2 separate regions of the Mus musculus genome follow, and region 2 is linked to region 1. The links are chromatin contacts, called in public Hi-C maps. All regions are on one chromosome and are shown on one strand. Each heading gives the region's core, a stretch centred on a gene start, on an enhancer-like site or on the middle of the called end of the contact. The rest is flanking DNA. Distances are from core to core; before and after follow the strand shown.

Evidence for each region. Hi-C and Micro-C count contacts between places; a contact is called where the count stands out from the background.
Region 2: a Hi-C map of the N1E-115 cell line shows a contact between it and region 1, with 2.7 times the contacts expected there. The contact joins two enhancer-like sites. A contact is called at or near these places in 4 of 484 Hi-C or Micro-C datasets (the N1E-115 cell line, cerebellar granule neurons, neural progenitor cells and 1 more).

Annotation. Positions count from the first base shown.
Region 1 is chr9:28,066,110-28,070,815 of GRCm38.p6, reverse strand. The region is part of intron 1 of Opcml (opioid binding protein/cell adhesion molecule-like); the gene reads right to left. Among named protein-coding and RNA genes, the nearest start is that of Opcml, 280 kb to the right of the region's middle. Within about 2 kb of position 2,410, at least 1 of the 459 cell types and tissues checked has an H3K27ac peak or open chromatin away from gene starts, as enhancers often do. A contact at or near this core is called in the N1E-115 cell line, where this site is marked.
Region 2 is chr9:28,246,252-28,250,957 of GRCm38.p6, reverse strand. All of the region lies in intron 1 of Opcml (opioid binding protein/cell adhesion molecule-like), which reads right to left. Among named protein-coding and RNA genes, the nearest start is that of Gm39313, 150 kb to the left of the region's middle. Within about 2 kb of position 2,652, at least 43 of the 459 cell types and tissues checked have an H3K27ac peak or open chromatin away from gene starts, as enhancers often do. A contact at or near this core is called in the N1E-115 cell line, where this site is marked.

The DNA.
Region 1 (4,706 bases), core at 1,161-3,660:
GTCAGTTGTAATAACGATTTCGACTGCAGCTGTGAAGTACAGGGACAGGAAACAGCTAGGTGCTTGGGTGTCATTCTGGCTTTGCCACCAAGCTGTGGCATGTTTAAACGCTTTACTCCAGTTTACTTATCGGTAAAATTAAGATAGATAATATTACTTTCTTCAATTGGGAACTTCTACGATGATTATATGAGTTAGTATACGTAACTGTGGCACTTTGGTTAGTGTACGTATGATTGCAAGCACTTAGTGTATATGTGCTACAGTGAAGCTTCATTCAGCCTTAGGGGAAAAGCACCTGAAGCCATCATGAAACGTCACCGAAAATCCTGTGTCTTGCTGTGTGTATATATCTCTGGGTGTGGGCTGACATAGTTTGTACATGAATGGACTCTTTGTTATTCATTTATTACTAACTACTTACTACAGAGCAAGAAATAGGAGCTGAGCACTCCAACCCTCAAATCCATAATACAGGAGGCTTTCAAATCTAAACATTTTTGACTACTGACATGGTACCACATGTAGAAAATTCCACATTTGATCTCCTATGACAGGTCATAGGCAAAATGCAGTCGTGATGAAAACATTGTATAAATTTACCTTGCATAGTGTCAGTAAATTTGATGTTTAGACATGGGACCCATCCCCAAGATATCTCCTTACATATAGCCAAACACTCCAAAATATGAAAAACTCCAGCTCTACAACACTCTTGGCTACAAATTTTTCAGGTAATTAATGCCCAACCTGTGCTCTGAATATTCCTCTCTTACACCATTAATAAAACTTCCTTTGATGATATCTGTATTTAAAATAACATAATAGCTTTCATTTTGGGAATAATAAATGTAATGACATAGGTTACACACAATGTTGACAAAAACGTGAAAATCAGGAACAATTTTTTTTGTTTGTTTTTGTTTTTTTGTTTTTTTGAGGCAGGGTTTCTCTGTATAGTCCTGGCTGTCCTGGAACTCACTCTGTAAACCAGGCTGGGCTCGAACTCAGAAATTCGCCTGCCTCTGCCTTCCAAGTGCTGGGATTAAAGGCATGTGCCACCACGCCCGGTGAAAATCAGAAACAATTAATATTTTATATTGTCATGCATTGCATTAATTCTTAAGACATTTGCTATGATATTTTTCTCTTAATAAATTATTTTATTAAACCTTAAAATCACTGAATTCTATGCTGAGAAGGGTGATCAATAAGCTCTCTAAGAACAACAAGAACACATACATACACACACACACACAAATATCCCTATTTGTGATGTTTGCTGACTTCTGTGAGGTACATACTCCTATCAGGTCCAATTTCAAGTTGACAATAGTTTAATTGTCCCCTGAAATTCCTGACTAATTGACCAGCAGTGAACTGCCCCAGACTTTGCTTAATAAAAGTTGGAAAGCCAAGTATAAAAAAAGTTCTGTTCAAGTTAATCCCATTTTGACCTTGATGGCCTACCCTTTCAACACTATGTAAGGCTAAGTGTCTAAGATTTTAGTAGGGAGTGAGATTCTCCTAAGAAAAGGGAGTCTGAGTTACAGCATCCCTGAGACTGTTTTCATTCCACCCCGTGCTTTCTTGGATGTGTGCTGCCTGTCTCTTTCATAGTTGTAATTGTGCACCATTGCATCCACTTGCTTCTGACCTATATCACCTGTGAGGTTGTATGCCTGCTTTAGCACAGACACTGGGCCTTGTCTTCATCCCATGGCCTGAAGATTTATGCTGCATCAGGAGCTGGATGCTGAAACACACTCGGCTGTTAGGGTACATTACATGAAGATATGACTCTATATAATAAATTCTTAATTTTGGACTGGCAGAGAGCTAAATGCTAGCAAGATGTTTGTATTGTTCCTTCCTCACTTGCTGAACGAAATCTAGAATCTTATCTGATTGGCTGTAATAAAGATCTGATGGCCAATAGCTGGGCAGGAAGTGGAGGGCAGATCTTCTGGGCAGAGAGAAAGACAATGAAAGAAGAGATGAGAGGGAAGAGAGTCAGGCAGCAGACACGGAGGTTAAGGGTCAGACTGGAGCAGAGCAAAGAGGTAAAGCTGGCTATGTGGCAGGATGCTGTGCCAGGACCAGTCATGTTAGAGTAGCTGGGAGACTGTCCAGTAAATGGCCTAAGCTTTAAAGTATTAAAAAGTCTCTATGTCATTATTTAAGTAGCCAGTGTTCCGGGTAAGTCCTGCTATATTCAGCTACAAGCTGAGCCTGCTTTCAACTCCTGGGTATGTATCTAGATATTGTGTACTTTCAGGACATAGATGAAAGGCGGTGCCCTTTCCATCTGTGCCTTGAGTGGAGGGTGATTGGCATTGGCTAGAGTAATGACATTGGAGGAAGCAATGGATCCCTTTCCTCACTGAGACCAAAGACAAAGAGATGGTTGGCCTGGCACAACCATCTGCCTCCAACATCTACCATTTAAATGACACCTAGTTTTGGAAAGCTATACACTATCTAGTCAGTGAACTGACAGAAGAGTCTTTTATTTTTATGAATGATGGACGGGGAAAACTCATGGTCAAGTTATCTGTGTATGAAATACTAGTGCCACGAGAGAAACTGGCATATTATTTTTCTGCACATCTAGAATTAGCAGGCATGTTAAGTGAAGGTAGCAAAGTTACCCCCATGGGCATGTGAGATCCAGCTGCAGGCCTGCTTCATCACATTAGGGAGTGACAATTAATTCAGTGTCACTCTGAGAAGGAGGTTCACCCAGTGTTGCAATGTCTCAGCTTCTATGGCCTTTCCTGAGCAAGTAGTGGGGCCCAGAAATTCATTTTTGTGCTACTCTGAGGTTAGGTTAGGGGTGACAGTCTCATCCTGTATATTCTTTAGGCTGATCATTGGGGACCTGTGGCCAAATCTTCTGTGAGTCATCCTGGGACACGGGTTTCCTTGCTCACTTTAGGATGCTAGCTTCACCCCTCATGAGGCTAGATGCATGATGCTAAGTTTACTTCCCCAGCAGCGCCAGAATCCTAATAGCCCATGGAGCCCAACCTGCCTCACCTGTATAGGGTCACCCAGCACACTCTGGGGGGCTCCTTAGAGCACTTAGGACAAACAGCAGCAGAACAGGAGGGCCCGGTAGGCTTTAAAATTGAAATATGGATAATCCATTTGAAACCCCACAGCCTGAGCAGAAGTAAACTAAAAATCAAATCAAATTAGAAGCACGGATTCTGTCTTCCTGGCTTTAAGATTACTCACCTTTGAATGTTAGAGTGAACGAAACCACAGTGAGAAATTATTCCATTGTCCCCCTGTTAGCAGATAGGAAATGCTCGGGACTCATGATGCCTATTTGAGTTGCTGGGACCAGAGAAAAGAACTGCCTTGTTTCATTCCTGGGTCTTTGTTTCAAAAGGGAATTGTATGCTAGGCCTGCTGTTTCAGTACTTGGACGAATTCACAAATTGAATTCTCAATTCAAACTCAGGAGGTCAACATTAGATTCTCTGCTCTCCCAAACCTGAGTCACGGAGAGGTTCAATAACATCCTTAAAGCCATGCAGTATGTGAGAGCTGAGCTGGAACTCAGACTGCATCTCATTTTCTCAAACTCCGCCATTCAGAGTAAGATGTTTTTGAGACCTGAGCTATAAGAACACTTGATATGATGACAGCCCCATGCATTCCCATCTATGCCCAAGAGCCTCAATCAGTTTTCTAGGAACTAGTGAACTCCCTCGATCATTGTTGAAGAAGTGGTAAAGGAAAAGGATAAAATGGTAATATTCAAACCATGAGAATTATAGCAAAAGTATAGAATATTAATTACTAAACAAAGCTTATCCTGCCAGAAAGAAAATCAAAATAGAAGGACAGGCTAGGGATAAAAGGAGATGAAGAGGCCATCAATCAAGTCTTTATGCTGAGGAAAGATGGAGTTTTGCACAGTTCTTCATTTAATGACTAGTTACTGCACACTCTGTTCCCTGATACTGCTCTTAATTTAACAGGCAGCTAACAGTGTTCTCCCTCCATATTCCTTATTTCTTAATGAAAACGTAGGCCTGCTGGGCAGTGGTGGCGCACACCTTTAATCCCAGCAATTGGGAGGCAGAGGCAGGCGGGTTTCTGAGTTCTAGGCCAGCCTGGTCTACAGAGTGAGTTCCAGGACAGCCAGGGCTACATAGAGAAACACGGTCTTGAAAAAACAAACAAACAAACAAAAAAGTAGGCCATAGGTAAACAGGAAGTAACTTTGAATATTGACTTCTGGTGAAGCAAGAAGCGGAACAGGAGCTCTGAGTTGATTGATAAAAGACACAGAGGTAGAGGGAGCTGGCTGGGGACAAAATGTTCCAGGGAGAAAAAAAAAATACAGGCTTTGCAAAAGCACAGAAGTGAACACATATTTAGCAGGTTCAAAGATGGCAAATCTAGAAAATTGGAGGCAGCAGAGGCTGAGAAAGATATCAAAACAAAAGTCAAGCTAGAAAGGCAAACATGGAGGGGTCCTTGGTGAAAGAGGGCCCTGGTCTAACAGGTAAAAGAACACCACCATGGAGCTACATCTGCACAGGGGCACTACAGGAGTCCTGCAGAGGGGGTTTGGCTAGGATGCTGGGAACACAGGGGTCAGAAAACTTGGAAAAGAACTGCTCAAATGGGTGACTTAATTGGATGTAGGATACTAAGAACAAGGACAAGATCAAATGTGTCTGAAATTT
Region 2 (4,706 bases), core at 1,403-3,902, 180 kb before region 1:
GTGAGTTGATGACTGTCTCTTCCTCCCATGCAGTAGTTGTCAATCTAGTTCAGATCTCTGAAGGAATTTGATGAGTATCAAATAGCAAATGCATGATCCAGAGTCTCTGCCTATCCCCTGGACACTGATACCAACCTTTGAAAGAATTTTAGAAATATTTTCCCACAACTTCTTCCTTGAATGTCTAAACATATCTAAAACCTGTGTACATTTATTCTTTTTGATATGGACAGGTAGTCTAATATTTATTATTTTATACTTTATTTGCTTAACGTTTTGCAGGACATACTTTGCAGTTTAACAGGTATGTGTTTGGCAAATAAATTGGCTGTTTCTAGCTATATTTACACTCCAAATAATTTCCTCTACCCTGCTCTAGTCCCAAACCATTGCTATCTAAACTTGTGGGTTTCAGGAAATGAGAAATGTCCCCAGCAAGGACAGCCATTTCTTCACTTTCTGTGCTGAAGAGAGACCTACTTGGCCTTACCTCATCGAGACTTTTCATTTATCTCTGCAAGGGAGAACACACCTGCTTCTGGACTGTCATTCACAATGTGGAACAATTAGATCCTTAAGACATGGTGTGTAAAACTGTTCAAACTTTGGTCAGAAGTGTGCACGTGTCATAGAAATGCCAGCAGCATTTTGGACTTGATCTGGCTCATGTCATAATACGGACAGGTAAGGGTTATGTCCCAATGCTTAGATGAGATCTTGCATAAAACTCCCTCCAACGAGGGCCAATGAGGTAGCTTACCCTGTAAGGGAGTCACCTGCCATGTTGACTTATGATCTTCAGGGACTTCCACCCCATCCACAAATGCACACTATTGGTCGGAAAAGAACCAACATTGGAAATCTTTCCTCTAATATATAAATATATACACACAAGTTTTGGCATGCATGCACATATGTGGATACACACATACACACATAATTCATTCTCTCTCTCTCTCTCTCTCTCTCTCTCTCTCTCTCTCTCTCTCTCTCTCTCTCTCTTTCTCTCTCTCTGCCTAAATAGGTCAATAGATAAATAAATCACCTAGGGTATATGTCACCATCCACATAGCCATTCATTCCCATCGCTCAGGAAGATGCTGGAGCTCAGAGGAAGGAAGTAACCTACAGAGAGCTGAGGACTAAGCTGGTGCGCAGTGGGTAAATACATACATCCAATTCCACTCTCCATTTTATTATTTTTTTCCACTCAGGTCTTTCCCTCCCTACAGGTGAATCTGAGACACAGCTAATAGGCACTTCTGACCAGTTCTTCTGGTATCATATTTCTAAAGCTACAATGGGAAAGTTCTTTGTGACAGGGCAGCAATGGCTGCCAATGGGCAAATGGTGACACGTGTGATTCATTTTGCTGTTTATTATCCAAGCTGCCTAGAACAGGTGGGTGAAACCTTGTCTTTCAAGAAATCCGGCAAGGGAGGTAATCATTGGTTCTGGTGAGTCAGAACCAATCGCCATCAGACTTACGGCTCCCTGGAGAGAGGACTCGACCTAGTCTGGAAACTCTGAGATCAGACTCCGGGTCCATCAGCCTGCTCCAGCCATGGAGCTGATCCCTGCAACCAGTTCCAAGCTTTGTGCTTCTGGACTGTTTCTCCCACAGGCTCAGCATGGCAATTTGTTTAAATGAGAGCAGAAAGCATTCAGAGACCAAGATAGGACAACACCAGATCCCAGCCCAGTGTTGATTGAGAGCCAGATGCCTTGTGACTAAAGATATGAGTGCAGGAAGGAGAAACTATCAAAGCCAACAAAGAGAAAAGCCAGAGGGTGACTCTGTGAGCTAGGAGAGGGGGAAGACTCGCTTGAATTTCTATACATGATCTCAAAAGCTAAAGGCACAAAGGAAACTATGAATAAGTATGATAGAGTGAAAGATTTCTGTCCAGAATAGGAAATATTTTTGTATTGGACTGCATGGAAGAAAATAATTTAATATCTGAAAGCACCATAGAATTAATACTCGTTCTACAAAGACAATCTTCACATCAATAAAACCAAAAAGAAAAAAAAAAACGATGATGGATTATGGGCAAATGAAATGAACATGGGATTTAAAAATGAAACTCAGATGCCAGTGGAATACAGGAAGGGAGTCTCAGTTTGTTGGTGAGCAGGTGAGTATGAGACTGAGTCATTTTATACATAATTGGCTGGTAGAAATGGGAAGGCTGGCAGTGGCAGAGGGGACATGGAAACAACGGGAATAACAACTGTGGAAGCCGTGGTTGGTGAGTGCCTGAGCTAGCCCTTAGGTTAACTCAACTAATTCCTGTGACCTAGATTTGTCCTTTGGCATACTTTACAGCCCCAAGCTATCCTAAATACCAGAGAGCATCTCTTGCAGGGATATTTGCTGGGGTAGAGGTTGCTGGCGGGCAGGGTAACTGTACCAGTGGTGGTACATGAGGATCTAACCTTGAGGAACAGCTGCAAAGATACAGATCACAGGAGTCACTGGACAGAAGGAACTCAGCACAGAGAAGCAGGGATGCGTTGAAATGTGTGCATGGGAGATGCGGGAACAGTGAGCTCTCCACCACAGCATCACTTACCTAAGTTAGAGGAAGTAGAGAGAAGCTCACTGTTATCATCAGGCACACACAAGGAAGAGCACATGGCCTACACACAGCTGTCAGCATGCATAGCAAACAAAACAGAAGCGATGGGAACAGTGAAGGGGTGAGCAAGCCCTTGTGTGGAATCGCTGATAGGGAAAGAAATGTGCTTTAGACGCCAAACAGAACCTAGACAAGGAATAAAAAAATAAAGCCCTTATAGATTGCCTGTACAAAGATTTGGGTCACTCTCAGTGCTCATTTCTGGGCCCTTGTACCTTGTTCATCCAGCAGAGACACCCTTCAATCCCCTGGAAGAGTCCTCAGCCCAGTAATTCTTGCAGAGCTGCAATGGCTCTTCAAAGACACAAGGGGGCTCATGATGCACATGGATTTTTAATAGTGCCGCTTGTCACTCCAATTTGAGAACTAAACCCAGTACAGGCAGACACTCCCCTGCCACAAACACATCCTACTCCTCACTATCTATTCTATGCTGCCCCTTCTCTGCTGGGGGAATATGAAGTATGAAGCTGTTAGGAGTTATGAATGACAGGTTTGGGGAGAAGTCCTGAGCCACGTCAATCCTGTTATTGTGAGTGGACTGGTCTCCTTATGTAATCCTCCCTCTTGCTTTTCCTCACTTTTTATGCCCACTCCTGCCTTCCTCCACACACCCACTTCCACTTCACTGGACCCTGCTCTCCGTATGTAGATCTGCCTGTATTTCTGCCCTGACCCCTGCCTCTCCAGATGAAAACATTTGCTGCCAGAGAGCTTGTGAGTTTATTCAATAGCATATCGTAGTATCGTATGTATGTTTTGCACCCGTGTGTATCAGGGAGATGTCTTTGAACTTGATAGAAGGAAATGACCAAACCATTCCTTAGAGTTCATGGCATAGGGAGAAGGGTAGCTATCCTGACATGTGGTGACCTCTTTTTTTCCCCAGAAGCATTCAAGGCTGGATATCAGAGTGCAGAAGAGTTGATTCTATACTCAGCCTGGGTGAAGGGACCCTGCCAAGTGCAAGGGCACAATCTGTGTGTGAAGAGTGACAACAGCATCCCCACTACATGTGGCTTCCTTATTCCCTGACTCTGCTGTTCTGGGGTATATATACAGGGAAAACCATAGCGTGACTTCCTGTGACCTGCCTCCTGGGAGAAAGGACCCCCGCCTTCATCTCAGCACCCTCCAGCCAGCTCTGCCTTCCATTCTGTGGCAGTGTCAGAGCCAACGACAAGTTGAGACCTCATCATTTTTCCTTAATCAGGAACATCCTTCGAACTGGAGCCATGATGGCAGCAGTCAGTCTCAGGGAATTAACTCACCATGAAGATCATTCCATGACAGAGGCATAGTTTATCAGTTCCCACAAGCAGGGTGTAGAGGGGAAGCTAAAGGAATCCCTTAGTGGCTGTGAACAGGGCTCCCCCATAGCAGCCTGCAATAGCCTGTAGCCCCACAGTCCTGAACAGACACACTTGGTCAGGCAAGTAGACCTCGGTTTGAATCAACATCAGCACAAGGCACGGCAGGGCACTGCCCCTCTGATGCTGATGTGTACCCAGTTCCATGCCCAATCTTGTTAAAATACAGTCTCACTTGGGTCCATCCAGGGCAGATCCGGAGAATATTCATTGCAACAAGCTCCTAGATATCCCCATGTGACTGACTGTGAGCCATGGTGAGCAGAAAGGCTGGGGTCAGAGGATGAAGCTGGGTGGCAGTGACTATGTCCTCAGTGGACACCCAAAATGGCTATCCCTATGTCCTTTAGCACATATTTTTATTTGCCCCCTAAGTTGGCTTTTGTCACATCTGTGGGACATTTTAACTATGCTCCTAACTGAGAGCGAGAGGTTGGTTAGAAGGTTACCCATGGGCCTATGTTCCCTACTTGCAAAGTTTTCTTTGAATCCTTCCCTGCCGTCCAGCCAGAAGCACACCTGAGTGTGCGGTTGCTTGTTTTAAGCTGTGGAGGAACATGAGAGAACCTTGAGAATAAAGACTTAACTGCTCATATGGCCACAGAGCAGGAGGCTGGTGTTTTCTGCTCCAGTCCTTTAAAACAGCTTGCAGGTGCCTGCCCCATCCTTTCTCTGCTTATTCACTTAGGCCTGC